2 separate regions of the Salmo salar genome follow, and region 1 is linked to region 2. A link is a contact called in public Hi-C data. All regions are on one chromosome and are shown on one strand. The core of a region is the stretch at or near the end of the contact, and the rest is flanking DNA. Distances in the headings are between cores, read along the strand shown. Region 1 holds the start of ece1 (endothelin converting enzyme 1). Region 2 overlaps LOC106582990 (eukaryotic translation initiation factor 4 gamma 3).

The links. A called contact is a pair of places that touch in the nucleus more often than the background predicts.
Region 1: a Hi-C map of muscle shows a contact between it and region 2, with 2.8 times the contacts expected there. The contact joins the promoter of ece1 here to the enhancer-like site in region 2. A contact is called at or near these places in 2 of 3 Hi-C or Micro-C datasets (gill and muscle).

Annotation. Positions count from the first base shown.
Region 1 is chrssa22:22,905,845-22,911,375 of Ssal_v3.1, reverse strand. It overlaps ece1 (endothelin converting enzyme 1), which reads left to right and starts at 2,141. Exons shown (of 19, transcript XM_045705623.1): 1 at 2,141-2,301. ppb (Alkaline phosphatase) reads right to left here and starts at 948. Exons shown (of 12, transcript NM_001139976.1): 1 at 892-948.
Region 2 is chrssa22:22,815,874-22,821,889 of Ssal_v3.1, reverse strand. It overlaps LOC106582990 (eukaryotic translation initiation factor 4 gamma 3), which reads left to right. Exons shown (of 36, transcript XM_014166664.2): 12 at 1-132; 13 at 281-1,051; 14 at 1,374-1,462; 15 at 1,766-2,027; 16 at 2,153-2,274; 17 at 3,334-3,456; 18 at 3,842-4,006; 19 at 4,225-4,422; 20 at 4,692-4,835; 21 at 5,068-5,304; 22 at 5,812-5,916. Among protein-coding and RNA genes, the nearest start is that of LOC106582993, 13 kb to the right of the region's middle. Within about 2 kb of position 3,304, at least 1 of the 13 cell types and tissues checked has an H3K27ac peak or open chromatin away from gene starts, as enhancers often do. A contact at or near this core is called in muscle, where this site is marked.

The sequences.
Region 1 (5,531 bases), core at 892-3,391, 91 kb before region 2:
TAAGACCATACAATGAGTTATTCATTCAGTCATTAGATAAGGCATGTACAGGAGAAATTGTAGATGAGATGATATCATCCTCTCCTAAGTATATGCTACACATTCCACTCCATTAGTGTCGACTCAAACACAAATCACCTTGGAAGATAAGTATGGCCATGTCTAGGGAGCAATGACTGTCTAATATTTGCAGTTGGTTCAAATAAACCCTGACAAGAACAAAGGCTTGCCATGTGTTTTATTTGTATCTGTTTACCTGTAAAATGTGAGCGTGTCCAACCAATTGAGGTATTGTGCGTAGCATGTGTATTAGTTATTTTCTAGAGAAATAGTATCTGTTGTGGATTCTGACATGTATTTTACTATGGTTGAGCACTCACTACTAGTTGACCTTTATAATGATGAAAATGAACATCCAACAGCATAGGATACAAACCAAAATGAATTAAATTGGCTGTATGTCTAGATACGTGATTTAGTGTGGTGATGTGAAAACTTGCAAACAATCATCACAATCTCAAAAATCCCGAAATCAGATATTGGTACAAACGCTAATAAAAAATGTTTTTACCAAAAGTAAGGTACGTATTGCTATTGTTGTATTAATGCTCAATCACGTGTTGGAAAGTTGAGTTCTACCTACAATAATCTGCAATCACAAAAACGTACAGAACAGCTACATTATAGCGTAATATAGCTTTAAGAAGATGGAAAGCGTTACACGCCATGAAACGATGAAGCGGATTGTTTAATTGCAGCGATTTTCCTGGCAATACAGCCAATTGCAATATTGTATTTTCATATTTTCTAAATAGCTTGCACGCGATAAACCATTGACATCTCCTGATATTCCAAAGTCTATTAGTGAAAAAGTTAAAGGAATAAACTTACTGCGGGATCTATTTAAGCTTCTTTAGCAAAAACACTTCTGTCCGTTGACAAACCACGTTCACCTTTTCATGTGTGTTCTTGAGGATCTTTTGACCATCCTTTTATAAGCCTATATGCTCTGTCTGGACGGCTGAGAATAGCGGTCGGTATTTCACCTCGATGGTGAGAATCACGCTATAAATAATGGCACCATAATATGAAGAGCTGGAGTGCCGCCTGTCGACCTGTTTCACTGTTGCATTTAGGCTACTCAAAATTATTTGTATTCAAGTTTTTCACGTTCATTTAAATCAGCCGAGTTCATTGTCAGCTTGTGAAAAACTGAAACATATTATAGGCCTACATACGTAATATAGAGGTTTATTAGCAGCTTATAAACTGTCATTAGTTCATTTATAGCCTAGTTTATAAATGCGTGAAAACAGTTGCTTGACAAATTGTGATAGTATATGACTGCGTTTAATGCACTATACTGACTTTTACAATTATTAGTCTATTGCAGTACAGCCATATTAACTCAGTAACTATGTGGCAAGCAGCTAAATAAGCACACATTTTCAACCAATGTATTATAACGGTTTATTACAGAATTATAAACTATGAATTAATAATTAGCAGTTTATAAACTAGATTATTTACATGCACCAATTTATCCTCAGTGATTTATGTTGTTCATTTTGTGTCCTTTAGATGTCACTAGAGACCAGCGACCATTAACAAAATGGTAACGTGACCCACGTTACCATTGAGGGAGTTCGATTAGGATGAACCGTGTTACACCGGGTTATGGCCCGTCATATGACCGGGCAAAAGCGCTTAGGTTGGAGCGCCCTTTACATATCAACAGGTGGGGTTAAGGGTTATTGGAAACTCATGTTGTTCTGCTCGAACAGTACTCTGCACCTCCTGGTCATATTGTCAATGTCAACCAGGCAGCACGATGCATCATTCAGAAACACACAACATGTATTTTCCTTAGGATAGGCATATGCTATCCTATGCTTGCTTGGGAAGGCAGATATCATGTGCATTTTGATGAAGAACAAACAACATTTTTATATATGAAACCTCAGAATCCTAAGTCATTACTCCATGTTCTTGACATACTTCAGTTTGTTTTGAACGGGGCACCCGACAAACCCTGGAAGCAGTCTGGTTTCAAAACGAATGTGATCACTTTTCACCCAGTGTTAACTCCGCTCATACGGGCACCGGGGACAGCTTAATCGAATCCTCTCCTTGGCTCCCTCTCATACAGGAAGGCTACACTACCTACCCTCTCTCTCCAAGTGTCCCTCACAAACAAACCCCAGTGTGAACCGGCAAACACTACTGGGATTATCTCACCACTGCCAACACTGTAGCAATTGAGGGGGAATAGACATAGCAGGACTTGAATTTACGTTTGAGGTAAGTACGCTATTACCGCAGAGCCTCACCTGCACTGACAAACAGGAAGGCTACAGCATTTGAACAGTATATTTCAATTAAGTATCAATAATTGCTTGGATAAAAGAATTTACTGAACTGAATAATAGTAGGCCTACTTAGTATAGGCACAATCTGAGTCCATCTGCTATTCCAATTCCTGTTAGTTTTATTACAATATATATTTTTTGTGTAAGAACAAAAAACTATTATAGCGAAGGATGATTACAAAGATTGGACCAGCCAGAGCCAAGATGTTGTTAACTTCTACATAACCATTAGGCCTAGTAGCATGGCACTCAAGGCTAACTTTCACAAATTTCCTGGGGAACTGTGAAAAAATTTGTGCATTATAATAATAATTATAATCCCATTGATCCTATTAGGCACTTGTTTGCTTTAGAAGCTTATTGCAGTTTCATTTTCTTTGATCTCCACACCTTAAGTGATTGCGCTGCATGTAACGAAATGTCCAGTCAACAATTCAAGTTCCTTAATCCTTCAACACTTGAGAGAATTGTGTAGGCCTGTGTGAACAAATTCTAATGAATTGCAGATAAACCACCCCTTATTGCTTTAGATAAATTATCTATCGCTTTATTTGCAAATCCTTGAAAATTGCATAAACCAAAACAGGTAGCAGTTGTAACCTAATTAGGGTAAATATACTTTAATAATGTACCTGGCTGTACCTACATGTAGGCTAAACTATCATGCACTGTAAACACAAAGGCATATTGTTTTGGTTCCTTAGTAAAGTGGGACCCTTTTTTCCGCAGGATAACTTTTTGCACATTAATTGCAACCACAAATCAAGTCAAACTTTCTAAGAAAAGGTAACAAAACATTTTTATTAAGACCCGCCCATTTCTCAAATCCTCTTGTTAGAAGGACGGAAAACCGTCGCTTCTCGTCCTGCTATTGGTCGGGCAAATGCTTTTCAAGGGTAACTTGTAAACTCAATATTTACAGTGAAGCTTTCGCCTTGTGTGGTGACACGACTGAAAATATAGTTAATATCGTTTGTAGCGTCTGGCAAACCAACAGCTGTCCGCTGAAGGCTTATGAGAGGACTGCATAGACAGAGTGAGCTGAAGTAATGGTGGTAAGAACCTGTTCCGTTTAAAATGTTTATTAATTACATACCATATGTTTATTACAATCATGTGTTGGCTGCCGTTGGTGTAAACAAGTACTCTACATTTGGAACATTTGACCATCTCTGTGCGATGACCCGATGCGTAACAAATGTATGGTGCTCAATTACAATGTTCACTGTTTACCACCATGACATGAGGTAGTGTTAAGTTGACCACATTTTAAAATACCCAAATGTGGGACAACAGGATGATTTTGCTGGACATTCGCAGTTTTGTCCGCATGATAAAATATTTTTTATTTCAGTTAAATCTCATATGTTTTTGATGTGACAATAACGTTATACTATGCTATTATAGGTATATTTGGTTATGTTATGTAGAATACTAATTAATCAGTATGTGATCTTCCAAGACATTGCTTCAGCTTTCTTCTAACTTTACTAAATGAGCACCATACAGCTCCCGCTGTACCGAACGAGCTACACTGAACAAAAATATAAACGCAACATGTAAACTGTTGGTCTCATGTTTCATGAGCTGAAATAAAAACATCACCGACATTTTCCATGAGCACAAAAATATTATTTCATTCAAATGTTGTGTACAAATGTGTTTACAGCCGTGTTAGTGAGCATTTCTCCTTTGCCAAGATAATCCATTCACCTGACAGGTTTGGCTTGTCAAGAAGTTGATTAAACAGCATGATCATTACACAGGTGCACTGTGTGCTGGGGACAATAAAAGGCCACTTTAAAATGTGCAGTTTTGTAACCAATGCCAAAGATGTCTCAAGTTTTGAGGGTGCATGCAATTGGCATGCTGCCTGCAGGAATGTCCACCAGAGCAGTTGCCAGATAATTTAATGTTAATTTCTCTGCCATAAACTGCCTTCAACGTAATTTTAGAGATTTTGGCAGTATGTCCAACCGGCCTCATAACCGCAGACCACGTGTAACCACGCCATTCCAGGACCTCCACATCTGGCTTCTTCACCTGCGAGATCATCTGATGGGGTAGTGCTGAGGAGTATTTATGTCTGTAATAAATCCCTTTTGTGGGGAAAAACTCATTCTGATTGGCTGGTCCTGGCTCCCCAGTGGGTGGGCCTATGCCCTCCAAGGCAACCCCCATGGCTGCACCCCTGCCCAGTTATGTGAAATGCATAGATTAGGGCCTAATGAATTTATTTAAATTGACTGATTTCCTTATGTGAACTGTAACTCAGTAAAATCTTTGAAATTGTTGCATGTTGCGTTTATATTTTTGTTCAGTATAATTGTATTGCACCTAGCCTACTCTTCCCTCGCGCAAAATATGGTGATGCAGAAACGAGAGCCCACATGTGCAGCTGTTTTATGAAAATCTAGTAATATGTGGCCAAGGAAACAGTTCTAGTTGGTCCCAGGGATTGAGACTTTTAAAACAGGCTTGAGTAAAGTAACACCAAATATGTTGAATGAGCAACTAATGAGCATGGAGAACCTCCCAAGTTTGACAAATTGACCTGCCTTTCAGTCTAATATGGCTATTTATTGAATTTTGTAGCTCTTCGTCATAAACCAGCTTTGTAAGTAGCTAGGCCTAACTGTCCTCTCCAAGTTTAGCTGGAATTTTCCCGAAAGGATTTGGGAAATGTGATTGGTTGACGATAGGCCTATGACATTGGCATGCTTGTCTTGCTCAGAATATCAGATCTCAACAACGATTGGAGAAGTGTTTAACATCAGTACCACATCCTGATGATATAGGCCTTCATCTTTTCATATACACAACGTGACTGCAAAAGACAGGTTGGAATGTATGAATGAAATACAGGAGGAACCAACCTTTTTTCTGTCCAAATTAGTGGTGTTTGAATTTGTTGATAAAATGCCGGACATGATTGTTTGGTTGCAGAAGAAAAGGCCACTGTCAGGGATATGTGGTCACCCTAGTGTGTGTTTTGCATAATTCCCAGCTGGAACCGGTTTCTGCATTACCAAAACAAGTCATCCCTGAATTTTAGCCAAGCCTACTCACAGACTTAAATAAAAGTGTTTAAGTCTGTGAGTAGATGATCATGTTGGCAGATACTGTATATATAGTGCAGATACTGTATAGCCTACTACTACA
Region 2 (6,016 bases), core at 2,055-4,554:
CGCAGCAGCAGCAGCCGAGCGGCAGCCAGACTCCGGAGCAGGGCCAAGGCCAGGCCCACCCAGCCTACAGCCTGGAGCCCCCCAAGCAGCAGCAGCCCACGCCTGGGGCTGCAGACAGCAAACCAGGGCCAGGTCTGACCCTCACCCCTCCACCCTCCAGGCACAATACATCTCTGCTCTCAGAGCAGAGGCCTGAGCAAGACGTTGACTCAGTCAAGAGATAGCACAAATAATTTTCTCTTTTGTGTTTAATGTCAGTGTTATCTCTTCGCTTTTCCAGTATATGATAAGCCAAAATTGGAGCCGGTTATCCGAAAGCCTTCCTCTCCCGGGATTGGACAACCAGAACCTTCTATGGCGTGGCGAGAGGCCAGTGCACCTGTAACTGCCCCATCACCCCCTGTAGAAACAGAGCTTCCCTCTCCTGCCCCAGTGATGGTGGCGCCCATCCCTGCCCCTCGTCCTGTTGCCAGCCCCAACCCCATTGAGCAGCCCTCTGCAGTGGAGCCTGCTACTCCCACTCCCTCTGCAGCTGAGCCCAAGACCCTGCCTCCCACGACTCATTCCCAGACCCCAAACACAGTGGAGCCTCTTCCAGAAGCCGCACACACCCTGGCTGCTTCCCCCACCCCCACCCTAACCCCAAAAGCTTTGAATGGCCATGCTGACACTGGGGCTGAGCTGGACACCCAGGCCCAGGAGCCCTCCCCCCTAGATCCCTCCCCACCCCAGCCCCAGGCTTCAACCCTGGCCTCCAGAGAAGACTGTAGTGAGGCTGTGCCCAGTGAGGTGAGAGCAGAGATCCCCCCTGCTGTCATGGACTCTATCGCACCCATCGCTGTAGTGCCAGTCACTCTGACCTCCAAACCTGCGCCTGCTTTTCCAGCACCTCCCCCTGGCCTTCCACCACTAGTGCAGGCCACAGCGGAGGCTAGCAAGCCCGCCGACACTAAAGACGTCCCTCTCAAAGCAGAGACAGAGGCATTCATAACACCAGACAACAAGCCTGAACCACAGCTACAAGCCCTCTCCAGAAAGAGTCCCACTACAGGTATGTACATAACCATGGGTACAGATGACCGTGTGAATGTCACATGGATGCCTGTGTGTATACTATAAATAAACTGTTAAATGTTGCTGCTGGACACAACTAAGACTGTCCACAGTTATAGAATCTGTTTCAAATGGGATCAGTGCTGAGCTCATCACAGTGCTTACACTAACAGCTGGAGTTCATGATTATTCTGAGAGAAAGGCCACTATTTTCCGCTAGTAAAAGTATCTAGTCATAGATTTTTTAGTGGGTGCAATTTTGGGTAAATCGTTAGCCTATAGCTGACTTTAACATGTCTTTGCTGTTGTTTTTGCTGCAGGATGTCAGACTGCTCCTGATGCACCAAAGACCTGGAAGAAACCAAATGAAGAGAGTCCTGTTGGAGATGCCCAACAGAGGGAGACTGAGGTAAGCAACAACCCTTCTTATTCACTCACTGCGGGGGAACAGGAGGAGGAGATGGAGGAGGGGAAGCATAAACAGAGTAGACGGAGAAAAGGGAGAGGGAGAGAGATTATATGGGGAATAGTTCAAATGGAAAATGTTGCCACATGTGTGGCGGTGGAACACAGACATGAATGACTTGAAGTGGTGTTATCGTCAGAGTACGTTGGCAAGGAGTTATCCATCATGATCAGTGTTCCCAGCCGACTCTGTGAAGGCAGCTCTGTCCCTCTATCTCACCCCCTCTGCTTCCCCTCCCTCCCCCAGGAGGAGCTCAAGCCTTTGGAAGAGGCTGCTGGAGACCAGGCCCTGCCACCCGCCAGGAGCTGCAGCACCTCTCCCCCACCCTTAGCAGCGCCCTCAGCCCTGGAGGCAGAGGAGAGGCCCCCAGCCCCTGAGGAAAACGGGGAGGCTGAGCCCATGAGGAACGGAGCAGGACACACCTCGGAGACGGAGAGCAGTGACAGCGGGGCCACCCCTGGGGACAATGAGGGCTCCACAGGAGCACCCCCAGACCTCTTCCAGGAAGGTAGGGGGTGCTTATTATTCATTAGTGTCTCTCGCTTAGTTCTCACTATCAACAGTCATACAACCTTTGCACAGTATGAGATGAGCAGGGCTGTTTTCCTCACCTCTCTCTTGTTGTTTCCTCAGATCTGGAGACTAATGGGAAGCGTCAGTACAAACGAGACTTCCTGCTGGGCTTTCAGTTCATGGCTGCCTGTACACAGAAGCCAGACGGGCTGCCTCAGATCAGTGACGTTGTGCTGGACAAGGTGTGTGAAGACTGGGCTGAGCAGAGCTTCAACCTAGTGGTCTGAATGAGTTAGCTGTGAGCAAGGCCCTAAACCCCACAATAAATATTCAGGACTGTAAATGGATAGTGTAAGATGTTAGCAAAGTAAGTTGCTTTTGAAAAAAGCTCTGAAGTGAAAGGGTTATTTGAATGGAGTAGCCTGATTTGATCCCTTTAGTAAATACATGGCCCAATGTCTTTTTTTTTTTTTATGTAGCTATTCATTATGAAATGATATGCTTCTGGTAAGTTCATCTCCCTCTGCTGCACTCTGACCGAGCCAATAGCGGCTAGCCCGTAGACATCCTGTTTTGATTAAAATCACATAGCTATTATGTCACACTTGGCAGTGTTGATAATTCAGCCCCAGAAAAGGAGCAATAGACTGGCAACGATTGATGTACAGTCCCTGGGAGTCATATTTTTCTCCCTGAGAAAATGTTCACTGGAGGAGAGTACTAAGGGAAGTCAACGACAGCTGAGAGCGCTGGAGTTGTTACCTCACAATGTTCCCTTCAGTCCTCCTTCCACATGTGGTTCTGACTTCACTCACTGCGCCAGTCACAAAATTAGTTAAACAGAATTTATCAAATGCATAGCTGATACACATAAAACAGCATACACAGTGAACTAAGACTAGGAACTAAGACTAGGATTGGGAATCCACCACCTCTCAGTGGGATGGAGCTGGGTCTGACCTCTCTCTTTCGCCCCAGTGGTAGGCCCGATTCCAGCCCCTACCTCAGGCACTTCATGTAGATCTGAAAGGAGGTGATAGATCTACGCAATATGGTAGTACCCCCCTACCTTACCCTCTGATAGGCTTGGTAAAACTTTCACCATATTGATTATACCTATCGTCCTTTCAGATCTCCACAAGTGCTTAGGGAATCAGGGCTAGTAGGGTGTTGTTTCTGGACCAGGCCACAGCCACTGCTCTCCCCATATGGCTAGGCCCACAGTGTTAAAGGATCACTGCTCCCCCTGCTGGTCAGCTGTCTCACTGTCCATCGCTCTCTCTCTCCCTGTCTCTCTGCAGATAAACCAAAACAAGCTGCCAACCCGGGCGGTAGAGTCCAGGGTGATCTCCCGAGGCCCTGACTTCACACCGGCCTTTGCTGACTTTGGCAGACAGATGAGTGGAGGACGCGGCGGAGCTGCAGTGAGTCACGCTCACTCCCAGGCTCACGTAATTACTACCCTTCCACCCGACACAAACACCAATCTCTTTCTCAAATAATGTCTCTTCTTTTTGTTACTTCTCTCTCGCTCACTGACTCGCTCTCGCTCGCACACACACTCACAGAATATTACTTCTGGTATGGTAATGAACAACAACGTCGCTGGGCTGGTATCATAGTGAGATAAATTAATCATGGGGAATGATTTGCATCCCGTTTGTTTACTAGGGATTACTCATTTCCCAAAGTCATACTCATTCAAGGAAAGTTGTGAATTAGACTTCAGCACACAAGTCTTGGTGATGTGTGTGGTGTTGGTGGCGAGCTGTAGAAGTGACGTGTTGTTCTGTCTTCTCTCTCCTCCAGCAGATGATGAACATGGGGAGTGGTGCCCGGCGGCCCCCGCCCAGGAAGATTATCCTGAACGTGTCGGCGAATGAAGAGGTGCAACTGAAGAAGGCTGAGAATGCCTGGAAACCAGGCATGAAGAGGGCGGGGCCATCAGATGACCCTGAGGTCATTACAACACAGGTAGGAGGAGCCAAACCTTTCATCTGACACCCAGACACACCTACACAGTCAAATCAAAAACACACACCCTACTCAACCACAAGATGTTGAGTTTCTTCTGCAGTGACTCCACACAGGAAAGAAATATTGTGACCAAGGAGTTGTCAAGAGACCGAAGATCAAATGAAGTGAGTGAATTCTCACATCAATAAATGATGAGGATGTTGTTGCCGTGCCAGGAGCTCTTCCGGAAGGTGCGCAGTATCCTCAACAAACTGACGCCTCAGATGTTCAACCAGCTGATGAAGCAGGTGACGGACCTCACCATCGACACGGAGGAGCGCCTCAAGGGCGTCATCGACCTGGTCTTTGAGAAGGCCATCGACGAGCCCGGCTTCTCTGTGGCCTACGGGAACATGTGTCGTTGCCTCACCACGGTATGTTAAGCTCAGCTAACTATTGTTTAGACATGATTATCTGTGGTTCCTCTAAATGCTGCTAATCAACATAAAAATATAAACTGTACATGGGTCCTCTTAAGTCCCATAAACATTCAGCAAAATGTCCTTAAAGGTATATTTCTGCCCCCCTTTCACTCTTTCTAGACCTTATCTCTCGTTCAATTCTCAGTTTTTCTTTACTCTGCTCTTTCCCCTATATCTCTGTACCTCTAACCAAATAGCTTATTACCTCTGTTATTCTCCAGCTCAAAGTGCCCATGACGGACAAACCCGGAACCACAGTGAACTTCCGCAAACTGCTGCTCAACCGTTGTCAGAAAGAGTTTGAGCGGGACAAGGTGGATGACGTGGTGTTTGAAAGGAAACAGAAGGAACTCGACTCTGCACAGGTACCTAAACCCCACACACACACACACACACACACACACACACACACACACACACACACACACACACACACACACACTACCCAGATCACCAATCTGTCTGTCACCTTGTAGTAGGGGAATACAGAGCAGAGAATTGTATGAGACTGATGTATTGTGAAGAGTTAGTGGGGGCTCATTGTTAGCTGTTGCTAGTTACTTAGTTCTGACAATCTACTCTCCATTTCCTCTCTAGTCCAGTGATCAAGAGAGACTACGGTTAGAGCTGGAGGAGGCCAAGGACAAGGCCCGCCGGCGCTCCATAGGGAACATCAAGTTCATCGGAGAGCTGTTCAAGCTCAAGATGCTGACAGAGGCCATCATGCACGACTGCGTGGTCAAGCTGCTGAAGAACCATGACGAGGAATCGCTGGAGTGCCTTTGCAGGCTGCTCACCACCATCGGCAAGGACCTGGACTTTGAGAAGGCCAAGGTGAGCCATGGGGAGGGAGCTTAAATGACTTCCAGCTGGTCGTTTGAGGAAGCCCCTGAGGCCTGGGAGGACGTGGGTGAGGAGACATCTCACTGCTCCCTCGCGCCTGCTGTTGTCTGACCTGTTTTAACCTGCTCCTGGCCAAAGGAAAGACTCCTACACACGTACCAGTGTTCACCCTCTTTGGGCTCTACCAGAGTTTTAAGACTCTCTGTGGTCCTCATATTTACAAATGCTGTAATTGTGTATATCTGTCACATTTAACACTGAGACAGGAAATCACATTTAGTAGTCTGTGTTTTATAGGCTAAGAAAAAAGGCTTTTGTTGTACCTGCTCCCAAACTGCTCAGTTTAGTTTGAGGCAATACTATATCACACTGAATTGCAAAATGGAGTGGAATGAAATGACATGAGAGCGTCTGGCTGTCCACTGGAGTGAATAGTGAGAATTTTGTATTCATACATCACTTTGCAATGACCCTTCATCTCTCTCTTTCTTGTCATAGCCTCGCATGGATCAGTATTTCAATCAGATGGAGAAAATTGTTAAGGAGCGGAAGACATCGTCCCGGATACGGTTTATGCTGCAGGACGTGATAGACCTCCGATTGGTAAGTGTGTGTGTGTGTGCATACTCGAGCCTTGTGGTTGTGTGCTGTCTGTGCAGCTCAGCTCACCAGTGAGGGTTCTTTTTTTTTTTTATTACAACAA